Regions from separate parts of the Pan troglodytes genome. Here region 2 is linked to region 1. The links are chromatin contacts, called in public Hi-C maps. All regions are on one chromosome and are shown on one strand. The core of a region is the stretch at or near the end of the contact, and the rest is flanking DNA. Distances in the headings are between cores, read along the strand shown.

Evidence for each region. Hi-C and Micro-C count contacts between places; a contact is called where the count stands out from the background.
Region 2: a Hi-C map of stem cell-derived neural progenitor cells shows a contact between it and region 1, with 5 times the contacts expected there. The contact joins two enhancer-like sites. A contact is called at or near these places in 4 of 7 Hi-C or Micro-C datasets (blood, induced pluripotent stem cells and stem cell-derived neural progenitor cells) and 1 of 1 other capture datasets (stem cell-derived neural stem cells).

Annotation. Positions count from the first base shown.
Region 1 is chr3:15,725,150-15,732,502 of NHGRI_mPanTro3-v2.0_pri, forward strand. No RefSeq gene overlaps it. Among named protein-coding and RNA genes, the nearest start is that of C1QTNF7, 110 kb to the right of the region's middle. Within about 2 kb of position 4,857, at least 9 of the 24 cell types and tissues checked have an H3K27ac peak or open chromatin away from gene starts, as enhancers often do. A contact at or near this core is called in stem cell-derived neural progenitor cells, where this site is marked.
Region 2 is chr3:15,944,969-15,952,321 of NHGRI_mPanTro3-v2.0_pri, forward strand. No RefSeq gene overlaps it. Among named protein-coding and RNA genes, the nearest start is that of CC2D2A, 18 kb to the right of the region's middle. Within about 2 kb of position 3,858, at least 2 of the 24 cell types and tissues checked have an H3K27ac peak or open chromatin away from gene starts, as enhancers often do. A contact at or near this core is called in stem cell-derived neural progenitor cells, where this site is marked.

The DNA.
Region 1 (7,353 bases), core at 3,607-6,106:
TCTGATGTTGGAGTGCAGGAAGCATCCAGCACGGGAGAAAGATGGAGGCCTGAAGACTCAGCAAATCGGCTTCTTCCACCTTCTTCTGCCTGCTTTTCCTAGCTACGTGGGCAGCCGATGGGATGGTGTCCACCCACATTGTTCATGGGTGTTCATCTCCCAGTCTACGGATTTAAATGTTAATCTCTTCTGGCCATACCCAGAAACACCCAGGTACATCCAGAAACAATACTTTGCATCCTTCAGTCCAATCAAGTTGACACTTAATATTAACCATCGCAATCTTATAATCAGAACAATATCACAGGGATGAAAGGAAGAAAGGGAAGTCCTATTTTCTTGGAAAAACTTAGGGTCAAAGCCAGCGAAGCTGGGATCAAAAAAGAGATACAACCCTCAGGCAAGAAACGAAGCAGGAGCTGGAACTGAACAAGAAGCACCTGGGTAATCAGAGCACCTGGAGAGGAAGAGGCTCGGGCTTACATTTGCTGATGTCTGGGAGGTTCCAGCTGACCTGAAGTTCAGGTTAAAGGAAATAGCTGCGATCTATGATGAAATCCCCATCACCCACTAATAAACATCAAGTGTTCCTATGCGGGCCCTCCAATATCAAGTAACAATGTGTGCTAAATACATCAGCCCCCGTACTTCCTTGCTGTTTTGTAGAAAGATTGGTGTACTTTCCTCCTACCAAAGTCATCTTACAGATAAATTAATTCTGCTGTTTTTAAACTGCCTTTATCTCCATGGTCTTGGCATTTACGTGCCACATTTTTTTCGGTTGTATGTTAATGTGATATTTGTCCATTAAAATTCTGAAAGTCTTTAAAATGAGAGGAAGAAAAAAATTCCCGGATGTTCAGCCTAATATACCTTTCTGGGTGATCTCTGCCTTTCATTGTCTTTTAATTTTTTTTTTTTCTTTTGAGCCAGAGTCTTGCTCTGTCACCCAGGCTGCAGTGCAGTGGCACCATCTCAGCTCACTGCAACCTCCTCCTCCCAGGTTCAAGCGATTCTCCTGCCTCCACCTCCCGAGTGGCTGGGATTACAGGCGAACTCCTTGAGGTCACGTGACCTTGAGGTCACGAACTCCTGACCTCAAGTGATCTGCCCGCCTTGGCCTCCCAAAGTGCTGGGATTGAGCCACCATGTGAGCCACCATGCCCAGCCTCATTGTCTTTGAATCCTTCTACTACTCTGTAAATTGTAGAAAGCTGAGTCATGCAAATATTTGTGACCAGATCAATGCAAATGAATTGTGTCCCATAGAATGCAATTGCTCTGTGGATACTGATCAGTTTGTATCTATTAAGAAAATTTATTTCTGCATTCCTGGTTGCCTCAGAGTAGACACTCAAAAATGTTTGTTGACTGAATAAATGATATATGAATGAAGCTTAAAATAGAAACCATAAGAACCCTCCAATTAAAGTGTACCATTCTTATAGGTAAGGTGGGATTCATAGCACACCGCTCATCTTTCAGCTGCCAAGGAGCCTTGTCCACAATGCCTCTAGGCCCTTCAGCCTCTACAGGTTCAGCTACTCACTACTTAATGCTCACTCAAATACAGTCTCAAATGAGGGCACTCCCACTTGCTGTCTTTTTTTCCCCCTCCAGTCCTTGAGATACCATGCATTGGTGGGATCTTTGATCTTCTGCTGAATAAAGGCAGCAGACCACCTAGAAAGGAAACTGCAGAGTTACAATAGGTACACCTCACCATGGAACACTATACATCAATTACAGAGAGAAAAAGAAGACAGAGGGAGAGAGAGAGAGAGAGAAGTGGCAGAAAGATGTGGAACTTATCCAGGATGCCGAACGTTAAAAAAACTCAAATTGCAGAAGAACATGTTAGTATGATCCCATTCTTGTTAAAGCACTCGCATATAAGTTGGTGTATTCATGAAACAAAATGAACACAATCATATGCCAAACCTTTAAAAGAAAGTTGGGATTACGGAAAATGTTTCCTTTACAGACCTTGTGTTTCTGTAATGTTTCAATTTTTTTTTTTTACAATAATCACATATCACTGTTGTAGTAATAAAAAAAAACCTACAATTTTTTTAAGAGGAAAAGCAGTTGATTCTACAAATAGAAACCCATCTTAGTTCACTTGGGCTTCCATAAAATATACCAAAAACTAGATAGCTTATAAACAGCAGAAATTTATTGCTCACAGTTCTGGAGGAAGTCTGAGATCAGGGCACTGCAGATCCACTCTCTGGTGGGGGACTGTTTTCTGGTTCATAGATGGTGCCTTCTTGCTCTGTCCACACATGGAGGAAGAGGCAGCGCAGTTCTCTGCGGTCTGTTTTATAAGACACTAAACATTCTCACCTTACGGTATTTGTACCTCCTACTACCATCACATTGGTGGTTAGGTTTCAACACATGAATTTTAGGAAGATACAAACATTTATCCCATAGCAAAACCCTAAGATGCAGGCCCCAAGGCAGTTTTTGTGGGTGCCCAATATAGGAAACATTAGTTTTTATAATATAATACTATTTTCAATCAGAACCAAAGAAAAAAAGAAATTGGGTAAATAGTGTTATCTTCAAACACAAAAGATAGCAACATTTTCAATGTAATGGTTTTCAAAGTACTCTGATAGAAACACACCTGGAATAAAACAAAGTTTATTAGAATTTTTCACTGTTTGATATTGTTCATTATCTTATAATGACCTTAGTGCCAGGAATAATTCATCAGAGAAGTCTTCCTGTCACTGACGAATCTCGAAATGCTTTGTAAGTTTCCATCAATGTCAGTGTTTCCCAAGCTTGCTTTTAAAAGCATTTATTAAGCATCTAATGGGTGCCTGATATTTTATTACTTTCTTTCACATGACTATTTTCTTTTTGATTAAACCTTATTTAGTAAGTATTATTTTTCTCCTGTTTTTAGATGAGAAAACAAGGACTTAGGGTGGTTAGGAAACTACCTGATTACCAGCCACCTTGATATGAGGTAAAATGGGGAATGTGTGTATAAACGAAATAGAATTCAAGCTGGAACCACTGTGCTAAGTGAACACGTGTCTCATTTCATGGAGGACTCACCTTGGGCAACTGGCCCAGCACTCCTCGGTTATTTGGATCTAACACTTCCTTACACATTTGGGGAACATTGTTCTCAAACAGAAGGTCAGATGGTCCCTGAAGTCTACACATGAACTCCTTAAGAAACATTCCCGGAGTCCTATGACTAGGAAATAGCTTAGGTTTCTATGAGCTCTGATCCATTTGGATAGTTATAAACTCCCAAAAAGTGATATTTGAGCAGACATCATGTGTCATCGTGAAAATAAAATCATTGCACTGACTTATCTGAAATAGTCCTTAATATTCTAGCCACTGCCCCCTTAAGGCCATACTGTGCAGACTTTTGGATTTGACAAACGTGGTCATCACCACACTGACAATTTAATCCCAATACTTCAGTGATGGTGCTGTGTGCTCACTGATATTCGGTTGGTGTAAAAGTATTTACAGTTTTTGTCATTACTTTTAATGGCCAAGCCCGCAATTACTTTTGCACCAGCCTAATTCATTTTACCCTAGAGGTAAGCAAATGTGGCCATATTTTTATACCAGCACCAGGGGGCAGCAATGTGCAAATAACGCCGCTCTGTGGCCTCCTCTGCTTGGCCTGGTTTGGGAGGAGGATGTGGTTCTCATTCCCTAGTGCTTCTCAGATTTAAAATAATGGTAATGTAATCATTTCAGCTCTGCTCTGGAAACTGCTGGTGCTAATTCATTTCAGATGAAAAGACACAGACTACACACATGTGCATCAAATCAGTCTTTTCAGAATTCAGGGTCTGCTCATTCGGGCATTTGTTCACCTAACCTTTAATCAGAAACTACTGCGTGCCAGGCACCGCCCTGGATGAGGCCATGCTCCCATCCAGTGGGGAAACAGACACACCCCATCCAAAACCACAACCTTCCCTACTTTTTCAGTTTCCCTTAAGCACTTATTTTTTAAATTTTTTTCTTGTGAGTGATTTGTCTACCTTGTTGGAACATAAACTCCTTGACAGCTGGGATTTTTATCTGTTTTGTTCACTGGTGTATCCCTAGCTACTAGAACAGTACCTGGGACATAATTAGGGTTCAATAAATATTTTTTGAATGAACAGGTATAAAATTATTGAGACACACCATAATGGAGGTGGACGTGCATATCTTCATATGAACTAGATTATGCTAAATTATTCACTTGAATAAATTTATTGTTTTATCATTCCCACTAGCAGTGAATGGGAGTGATGCCCGAAAATAACATTAAATTATCTGGTATTAGCATTAGAAGGAATTTGGGACATCACCAAATTCTCCTTTTACAGAAAAAGAAATTGAAGCCAAAGTGAAGAAGAGATTTGCCCAAGGCTACCTACATCCAGACGGTCGCGTCAGGATTCCAAGCCAGGACTTCTGACCCCAGCCCACTGTGTTTTCACCACACACCCTGCTGCCTGCCTGACTTTTTCATTTTCCTCAAATATCACCTCCTGGAACTATCAACTGCATAAGTTAATGACCTGATCTGTCTAATTCTTATTTGGTAATTGGCAGAGACCAGACTTGGCTGTCTGCATTCAAGGTCTCCAAATCAACCCTCTTAAAGGCATCTCTGCTCAGCCTCTCTGCATGAGATCTGGTATTTAGTTCCTAGCACCCACTGTGTACTAAGTTCTTCAGAAACATGTGGTCATTTGAACCTCACAACAATCCTACGCAAGTGCTATTACTATTCTCGTTTTACTGATGAGAAAATATAATAACAGTGTACGTTGAACCCACAGGGCATGTAGCAGGAACTCAGGATTGTTCTAAGGATTCCATACTTGTGAGCTCATTTAATTCCCTGACAGCCTTTGAAGTGAGTGCTGTTACTGTTTTCTATTGTAGACGTGGATATTGAAGTCAAAAGAAGGCAAGATGTTTGTCCAAGGCCATATCGCTGGGAAATGGCAAAGCCACCCTGTGTTTCATTACTGTGCTCTCCTTCCCCACTGAAAACAGAGGAGCTGTGGAGTCACGGGCACAAGGTCACACGGGCTGTGCCAGCTGAATCCACTTTTGTGCATGGTTTTTTCACAACGAGCTGGAGGTTTGGGCCAGAAAACCCTTTTGTTTGAAAGTCACAGATCTGAAACTCAGCACAAAAGAGGAGAAAGTGATAATGCAAAAGCTGCCTGGGCTGCAAGCAGCGTTTCCTCTTTGGGTTTGTTTTCCTTTCTAATTTGCCAAGCTCTTTCCAGGCTGAGGCAGCTGCCACACAAAGCTCTTGAAGAGATCCCACTAGCTGGCCAAGGGACAACCATTAGACAGATGGGCTGGACCTTCTGTTTCCACCCTTCCATCTAGGCACCAAGAGCCTGGGTCTGCCGTGGGTGTGGGGACACCCTGAAGCTTGCCCATTCCAGGCTCAACCGGATAATGAACTGAAGTCACCTCATAGCAATTTGGACGTGATGTTTGTGGGAATGAAGCTGGTTTGCTCTGTTATTCTGTTGAATTAATCTGGGCTCTGAGCCCCCTTGAAAATCATCAGGAGAACACAATCTAAAAAGATGGGCAGGAAGTGGTTCTTTTGCTGGCCGGAGGTGATTTTGCTGATTGAACTTTTACATGTGGTGTGGAACAAATGAACAGAAAAGGCTCGGCTTACGAATCCTCTGCCGTTAGTTCATCTGCACATGTTCTGACCTCTGAAACTGAAGCACGCTGGTAAATCTCAGAGCCTCTTTCCAGCAGTGTCAAACAGTGTGATGAACAAAGGCTTTGAAGTCTGGTATACCAGGGGGTGCTTCACAACATACCCTGGGTGACTATATGACTCTGCCAGGTAACTGCCTCTCTGAGCCTCAGTGTCCTCATCAATGAAATGCAAGTTATAAAGCCTTTCTCACAAGGTTGTGGTAAATGTCTGGCACCTAGTATGTGCTCAATAAATAATGCCTATTATCATTCGGGAGAAAACTTTCATGGCCTAAACTATGGCAAAGGAGCAGGTCTGAGTCCTGGCTCCATCTCCTGCTGGCTAGCGGGCTTCTGACTTGTCATCTCCCTTCCTGCAACCTTGAATTTGACCTCTGACTGGAAGCGAGGAGATTGAAATATTCCCATCTTTAAGGTCTCTGACTAATCTGCAGTGACTCTCCCACTAGATGATCACTTCCTCCTGTACACACGCTCACTCACTCTCTGTGTCTCTCTATCTCTCTCCCTCTCTCTCACTGTCTTCTAGAGTTCATGAGGGAGGACGATAATACAGGGATCCCAGGCTCTTTGCTGCCAATCTCTGGGAGAAAGACAGGATTTACTGAACAGCTACTAAGTGCCAGGTGCTCATCATTTATTCTCCCACTTAAACCCCTCAGTAACCCTTGATTGGATACTGTCATCTGTAGTTTACAAAAGAGGAAATAGAACCTGGGGAGGTTTCCACAACCTTCCCAAAGTCACAGTAACTGAAAGAGGCAAAATCCATGCTTATACCCATCTGCCTATCTCCCAACCACTTCTGCTCTAGATGATCTCAAGACTTTGGTAAAATGAAATTTATTTTTCTATAGACAGGTCAGGCACCCATGGTCTATGAAAAACTCACAGCAAATATTGCTGCTGATAACAGCGAAGCACTTTTCCAACTCCACTGTAATGCTGAAATGGGAAGCAAATAAAAGAGGTATTTCCTAGCCTTTTATGATGGACACATTTACAATTTAATTTAGTCATACTGGTTTTGTAGAGTAATGAATCATTTAAGAAGAAAGCCCATGGTAAACAATTCCAATTAGCCTTTGGAAAGCTCCCCAGATGCCGTGGTTTTGGGTTTTCCATGTTGCAGCTGATTATCCCAGCTGTAGCCACATCGGCCAGCTCATCGCATAGTGCAGAAGAAAACACAGTCATCAATCAGAGCAAAAAATCACTGAGGACAAAATGAAGTCCTTCTTGCCTTGGCTTTTCTCCTGTTATATTTTTGATAATGTCTGTTAGGGGAAATGACCAAAAACAACTAAGAAACAACTTGATATTTCCCTCATTTCACATTCCCTGGGCAGCCACTGATGGGTTGAAGAGAACCAAATTACTAAAATGCACTTGGTTGTTGGATAATCAGGGGAAGTGTTTTGTATCTCAGGGTTTGGATATGACATTTCTGGCCCACTCTACAGGGCAGAAACCTAGCCATTCTTTCCTAATTGCTAAGTTCCCCTCATAAAATCCATCTCCAGGGGAAAACTTTAATTTAGATAGGTCATAAGTTGGAGCCTCTGCCAAAGACAGCACAGGCCGAGAGAAAAGACAATAGTTCTGCCACAGTAA
Region 2 (7,353 bases), core at 2,608-5,107, 220 kb after region 1:
GCCCACTCTCTTAACCACCGTGCTGGCACATTGCTCATATATTTTTTACATTTGTCTATCTGATGGAGAGTTTGTTTGCCCTGTTGATTTTTATATCCCAGGACTCTACATGATGACTGCTATAGTATGTGCTCAATAAAATTATGATGAATTAATTAGTGACAAGTTCTTTTCAGTCACAATCTACACGTGTGGTCAGAGTCAAATGGGGGAGATGTCACAACAGGAAAATCCTACAATCATCTTGTACATTAATCAATATTATTTAGATTATAACTGCCAGGCTCCAATTCAACATGGTTCAAGTAAAAGGAAACTCACTGAAATAACAAAAATCCCAGAGCCAGACCTGGGTACCCAAACAATGTCACCAGGGTCTTATCTCTCTCCCTCCTACAGAGCAGCTCCCCACATTGCTGGCTTCACTTTCAGGAAGGGTATTGCCTTTATTTATTGCAAAGATGGCCACCAGCAACTCAGGTTTGCACTTTGCAGTCCAAGCAGGGGGAAAAAAATTATCTTTCTCAATAATTCCAATGAAATACCTGGAAATGACAGCCTTTTGATTCTGAATGGTTCTCCTTGAATCATGAGCCTATCCCTCAACCAACAATTGGCCAAGGAAATGTGATGTTGCCATTGACCAGGCTTACATCACAACCCAGCGCTAGAGCTCAAAGAAAAATCCATCTCATCTAAATCACATGGACAGAGGTGGTAGGAGGAGGAAGAAATTATTTCCCAAAGGAAAATGAAGATTCCAGGTCAAGAAAAAGAGAGATTAATTAATTGGCAGACAAAATTAACTAGAGATTTCCTAAGCTGTTTTCATATAAAATCAAAACCACATTTATTTTGTCTGCATGATGCAAAATAAACGTGTTGCTAGAATGATTTTTCCCTGAAATAATCTAATTTTTGATAATATTTGGTCAGAATTGGCTAAATATTTCATACGGTAAAAGCCTGGCATCTGTGATGATCTCATCCTACAGGCTGTCATAATGCTGATCTCCAATGGCCACTTTTAATGAAAGAATAAATTATTTCCAACTGAAATACTTCTCCTTCCCCTCAAACTCTCTGATTTTTGACATCAATACCCTAGAATAGGCAATAACATATGCAACTATTTTAGATAATGACAAAAAGAAGAGGAAGAGCATCCTTGAAGATAAGTCTCTATGGTATCAAAAAGAGCCAGTTTGAGGTTGCAGAGAAAAGAGAACACTTACACACTGTTGATGGGAGTGTAAATTAGTTCAACCACTATGGAAAGCAGTACAGCAATTCCCCAAAGAGCTAAAAATAAAACTACCATTCAACCCAGCAATTCCATTACTGGGTATATACCCAGGGGAATATAAATTATTCTACCATAAAGACACATGCATGCAAATGTTCATTGCAGCACTATTCACAACAGCAAAGAAATGGAATCAATCTAAATGCCCATCAATGACAGAATCCATGGTACATATACACTGTGGAATACTATGCAGTTATAAAAAAGAATAAGATCATGTATTTTGCAGGAACATGGATGGAGCCAGAAGCTATTATCCTCAGCAAACTAACATGGAACAGAAAACCAAATACCACACATTCTCACTCATAAGTGGGAGCTAAATGATGAGAACTCATGAACACAAAAAAGGGAAGAACAGACACTGGGGTCTACTTGAGGGTGGAGGTGGGAGGAGGGAGAGGATCAGAAAAGATAATTATTGGGTACTGGGCTTAATACATAGGTGATGAAATAATCTGTACAACAGACCCCCGTGACACGAGGTTACCTATGTAACAAACCTTTACATGTATCCCTCAACTGAAAATAAAAGCATTTAAAAAAAAAAAAAGGAGCCTGTAAATCCAATTCATTCCTCGGCCAACACATAATGACAGCCCTGAAAGGAGAGATTAAAAAGCTACTCTCAGTTGTTAACTACATTGCTGACCTCATGTTTTCCTTCTTGTTTCCTTGAGAGATCACCAGTCAGTGTCTCATGATACCAGCAGTTACCATTTACTGTGTGCCTAGTAAATGGCACCATACTGGATCCTTTCAGCATGGTACTTTATTTTATCCTCAGGAAAAGCCCCTGTCAGTGGCGCATTCTTCTAACCTCTAGAGAGAATTCAGTACCACTCTCACCTTCTTCCTCTCTAAAAAAAACAAACAAACAAACAAACAAAAACAAAACAAAAACAAAAAAAACACACCCACACACAGAAAAGGAAAGAAAAGAAAGAAAAGTAGCATTTGTATGGACGTTGGGATGGAAGCTTCCCAAGTTCTGGGATGCCGCTTCAGCATCAGAATGGAGAAGTTCAAAGACTCTCAAGGACACATACCAAGTTCTCTAGGGGTTCTTCTCTCTCCAGGATGTGCCTATCAGTGTTCAGGCAGAAGGCAGCAGAACACTTTCAAAAGGATTTCACTATGGAAGGTCAAATGAAAGAACTGTATTAAAGGTGCAGGTGGGGTGAAAAGAACCATGCAGGGATGCTGAAGTATCCAAGGACTAGCAACAGAAGAATGCTTCACCATCCCAAATCCTGAAAAGGAGGAGAGGCAGTGGTGGTTGCAAAGTGCAGTGAAGAACTGGAGACTTGGCAGAGGGACCAGCCTACAGGAGCTACACCTGCAGAAGAGCTCAGCCATTGCCAGAAGTAGGGAAGAAGCCAGGACTGTGAATCCCCTGACCACCCTCTTCTACCTTTCAGTCTCCTATTTATACCCCTCACTGGTCAAAGCCCATGACTCCAGGTGCCCAGATAGTCTTGGTGATGCAGTGCACAGAGATGAACTTCTTGGGCAAAACTCAGAACAGACAGGGATAGAAGATGGATGGGAGCCAGGAGAGAGGGTAGGAGCAATGGAAATCAACCAGCACAGGGCTCCCCTCCCAGATCTCTTCCTTCTCTAGTCTCTCTAAAACTCCACACAGCTTATGCAATAAAACTGGCTTCCTGTTTTTACTGGTTCCTTGAATGCATACAGCAGAAGGAACATTTTTCCAGAGCTGTGTAATTTATGCACAAGGAACCCTTGAGTCTCAGATGTGGCCCAGCTCCACTTACAAAAAAATTGCATGGGATCTTGGAGTGAAGTCCTTGGACTGATGAACAGAGGGTTTTTGCCACAGTGTCCCTCCTAAGTCCCTCTCCTAAACTTGCAACAGCAACAAACAGCTGGTGGAGATTTAGGAGTTCAAGATTCTAACCTAGTAGCTTTCCAGCTCATCATGAATTAAATACTCTTCTTACCCCTTTAGAGGTAAGAATACTGAGGCTCAGAGCAATTGAGCAATGTGCCCATGACAAGCCTTAATAAATGTGGGATATTCTAGCTCTGCCCATCCACCTCCAATGCCCATGCCCTGTCATGAGCACACACACCTGCACTCCCCTGCCTCTCAAGGCCTCTTCTTTAAGACATGTTTTCACAGCAAGATCATTGCATTATGGAGGAAATGCAATATCCACAATTATCTTCCTTTGATCCTAGCAAACATCATTTTCCTCTGACCTTAGCTGGGAGCTAAGCCTGTCACAATCATGACTGGCTTACTCATGATCAAAATATTCAGTGCGGCCAGAACATGCAGCTCGGCAAACTCTAAGGAGTCCCAAATATAACAACCTACTTTGCTCTGCCCAAGGAACAGAGACTGGCCCCAAAGGATTGATGCTGACCCTCTGCATTTGGTTTAGTTCCACAAAAGGAACCTAGGCAATCTTTTAGCATCATCGTTGTACTATTATGCTTAGAAAAATCCAGGCAGTCTAAATTCCTCTATACACACTACACATTCTTGTCAAGATTAATCCTAACAGAAGCCAGGAGCAAGTAGGACCACACATTCCACAGGCCTTGTGTGTCCCCTAATGTGGTTTGTAGATCAGCCTGAGACATGCCAAATATATTGGGTAACTGAAGACTCTTTTGAAAGAGAAAATTGAAAGAAAAAAAAACATAAAATTTGCAGTGCTGTACCATGGTTTTCAAGAGACTCATTGATCCCTTTTTATTTCTGCTCTGACTCACTGTTTCCTAAATTTGGTAGGAATCTTGCACTTTGAGCCAGATCCTTCTTTTTTTAAGGGCTGTCCTGTGCATCATAGGACATTAGCAGCATCCCTGGCCTCTACCCACTAGATGCTAGTAGCATCTCCACCCAACCACGTGAGTCATCACAAGCAACAATATCTCCCATCATTGCCAAATGTCTCCTGGGGGGTCAAAATTGAGAACCACTTGTGAACCATATCTGTACAGTCTTGTCATGGTGAGAGAGTCTACTTAGCCCCCCAAATCTACTTTTTCCAACTGACCTTTATTTACAGAAATGACCCCATAGCTGCTCCTCATTTCAGGTATGATATCTCTTCCCTTGTGAGAATCCCAAGTTAAAGAGACTCCATCCTGGAAGGTGTGCAGGAAGAGCAAGAAACTGTGCCCTCATCCAAATTCTCTTTTACTATAGCCAGGATTTTTTTAAATGTTTTCTAAGATACAAAAATCACCAAGTCTCCTATTTCTAAGAATTTACTCCAAGAAAATAATTAATAATGTGTGCAAAGGTTTAATTGCAGAAAGAGCCCTGCAGCAAAGCTTGCAATATGGAAAATTGAGAAATAGCCTCAACATGGGTGAAATGAGCTGTGATACACTCATCCAATGAAACAGAGTCATAAAAAATGATGAGGATGCCCCACCAGGCACAAGAGCTTGCACCTGTAGTTCCAGCTGCTGGGGAGGACTGCTTGAGCTCAGGAGTTGAGGCCAGTCTGGGCAACATAGGGAAACCCTGTCTTTAAAAAAAAGAGGATGGAAATGTATTGGCACCATAAGATATTCACAAAATATTAACTAAACAAAGTAGATGACTGAGGAATACTTTCAGTACTCATTTCATTTTTAAAGTCTGTTTGCCCATATGCATAGAAAAAGTCTAAATTAAAATATTAATGGGGAATTTTAAATCTCTACTCTTTTGACCTTTATTTTTAATTTTTATAATAAACATTGTACTCATTTTACATAAAATATTTTATGTATGCTCTTAGGCTACTTGCATATTATTTTGTTTCCAAAAATTGCAGAGAAAATGTCTAAGGAGAGAGAAATAAAACTCTTAGTAGTTGAAGTGTAAAACACGATATCATTCTTAAAGTTTCCTAGTGGCGTACCTGGATGTCTATTCCAGAGGATTTTTTAAAGCAAGATTACCACCAAGTAATACTAGTTTATATGTTTTTAAATTGTTTCTTCCTAACTAGAACAGGGAGGGAAATGAGTCTTGAGTTTACATCATTTTATTGAGTTTTTCTTAGTCCAGAACTATGAACCCAATGGGTTACAACAGTATGAAGTCATTCAGAACCAATGCATTTGTCAGATGGCAAAGGCATTTATGAGCAGCTATATGAATAAGACTGAATTCATGGCTTCACTCCAGTGCCATCATGGAGGTGGCAGAACTTACTGAAGTAAAGACTTGCCCAATATAGTTAGGGTTCCAAAAAATGATCTGCTAGCACTAAAAGGAGAAAAATCATAAACTCTAAGGGGTTGCATAGATGCTCTTTCATTACAAAAGTACTATCTTTTACAAGATTGTGAGATGCTGCCTTGGTGGAAATAAACAAGAAAAAACAAAGTCTCAGTGATCTATTCCAACCACAGTTTCAGATAAATTTGGCACCACTGAGCATCCCCATTGTTACTGAAACAGAAAACACTCAGGTCTTACTATTATTATTACTCCAGAACAACAAAGAGAGTTGCAAGGATTTTCTACAGAAAACATCCAGGTCTTACTACATGTAGAACTAAAATCAAAGCACAGCCTCCTGAGATGTCCCAGTTGGTCAGAATATTGACAAATAATAACTAGAAGGTTAGTATGTGAGATGGTCAGGGCCCAGAAGCCATATATCCATCAATGTATCAAGGTGTGTCCACACAAGGAGTTGCCCACCTGATTCCCTTTTAGGGTTGCCAGATAAAATTCAGAAGATTCAAATATAAATTTCACATAACAATCATTTAGTAGAAATCTGTCTCAAATATTTAACTGGGTGTCCTGTATTCCTTTTTGCTAAATTTGGCAACTCTAAATTATGAACAAAAACTCACCTACAAAAACATAAATATGAGTCCAACTAACTTTTTGGAAGGCCGTGCATATAATTTCTCATATAACAAGAAGTAATTGTTCTTTTGAGAAGGGATTCTTAGCTTCCTAAAACAGTTTTAAAGGGCCAAAGTTAGCTGGATGAGAAAGCCATTAGAGAATCTTTTGGGTGGAAAGTCAGAAGACAAGATCTAGCCCCAGGAATTCCAATAATCAGCTTTGTGTGACTTTTAGACAAATCACCTAAATCCTTTAAGCCTCTGATTCCACACTGGATTGGTGGTGGAAAGTAAGTTGCTGTCTTTCTCCAAACTCATGGCAGACATTGCTAATAGATAGCAGCATTTCTTCCCACTGTGCCCCAGGGCAGCCTCAGAATTCTCAACAAAGTCTCCAGGTCCATCCATCAACAAGCATGTACCCTTGAGATGAAATCAACTTGCCTTCCCTGAATTAAAGGAGCCTTTGGTTACCCTTCCAGTTCTAACGAGAGTTGGGAAACTCTTGTATTCTAATTCAATAGGCAAGGCTATACCTAGGTTTGCACTCCCAATTAAAAGCAAAACTTGGCAACTGCCTTCTGAAATCGCTATTTTACAAAATCAGAGCAGGAGTAATGGGTGCTGGAGTTCTGCTTGGACCAGGCCTTATAGGCCATTACTTCCAGCTGAGTGGCTCCAACAGCCCTCCAGGGCCTTGGTGGAGGCCAGGGTAGATCCTGACACTGGCCCTCAATGATGAACTTGACTCCACTCTGCTTCACGTCTCTGCTTCTTTTGCATCCATGGGCTTCTCATACCACTCACAGGTTTCCTCACCCTGTTATCTGCCTTTTCTACAGCATGGATTCTGATTTCTCATCATTTCAATCTCTGCTGGCATCTCCCAGCCCAGCTCTAGTTCATGACATGTTCTTTGCTTTAGCTCCAATTGCTCAATCCCTGCTGACTCTTTCTTCATGTCTCAGTTCAAATCCCCAGAGTGAGGATCTCATGTTTGGCAGGCCCCTGTTTACCAAAGAGCCAGCCTGGGGATTGGCTGCAGCTGATCCACACCCTCCTTCGGTCCCATCAGCTAGGACTGTGAATACTGGTATAAAGCACAGTTGCCTGCTCAAAGCCCATCAGCACGAGATATAGACAGTTTTGTTTTGTTTTTTTTCCAAAAGTGTGTCATCAGGTAGGCACTGCAATGTTCAGTTCATAATTTC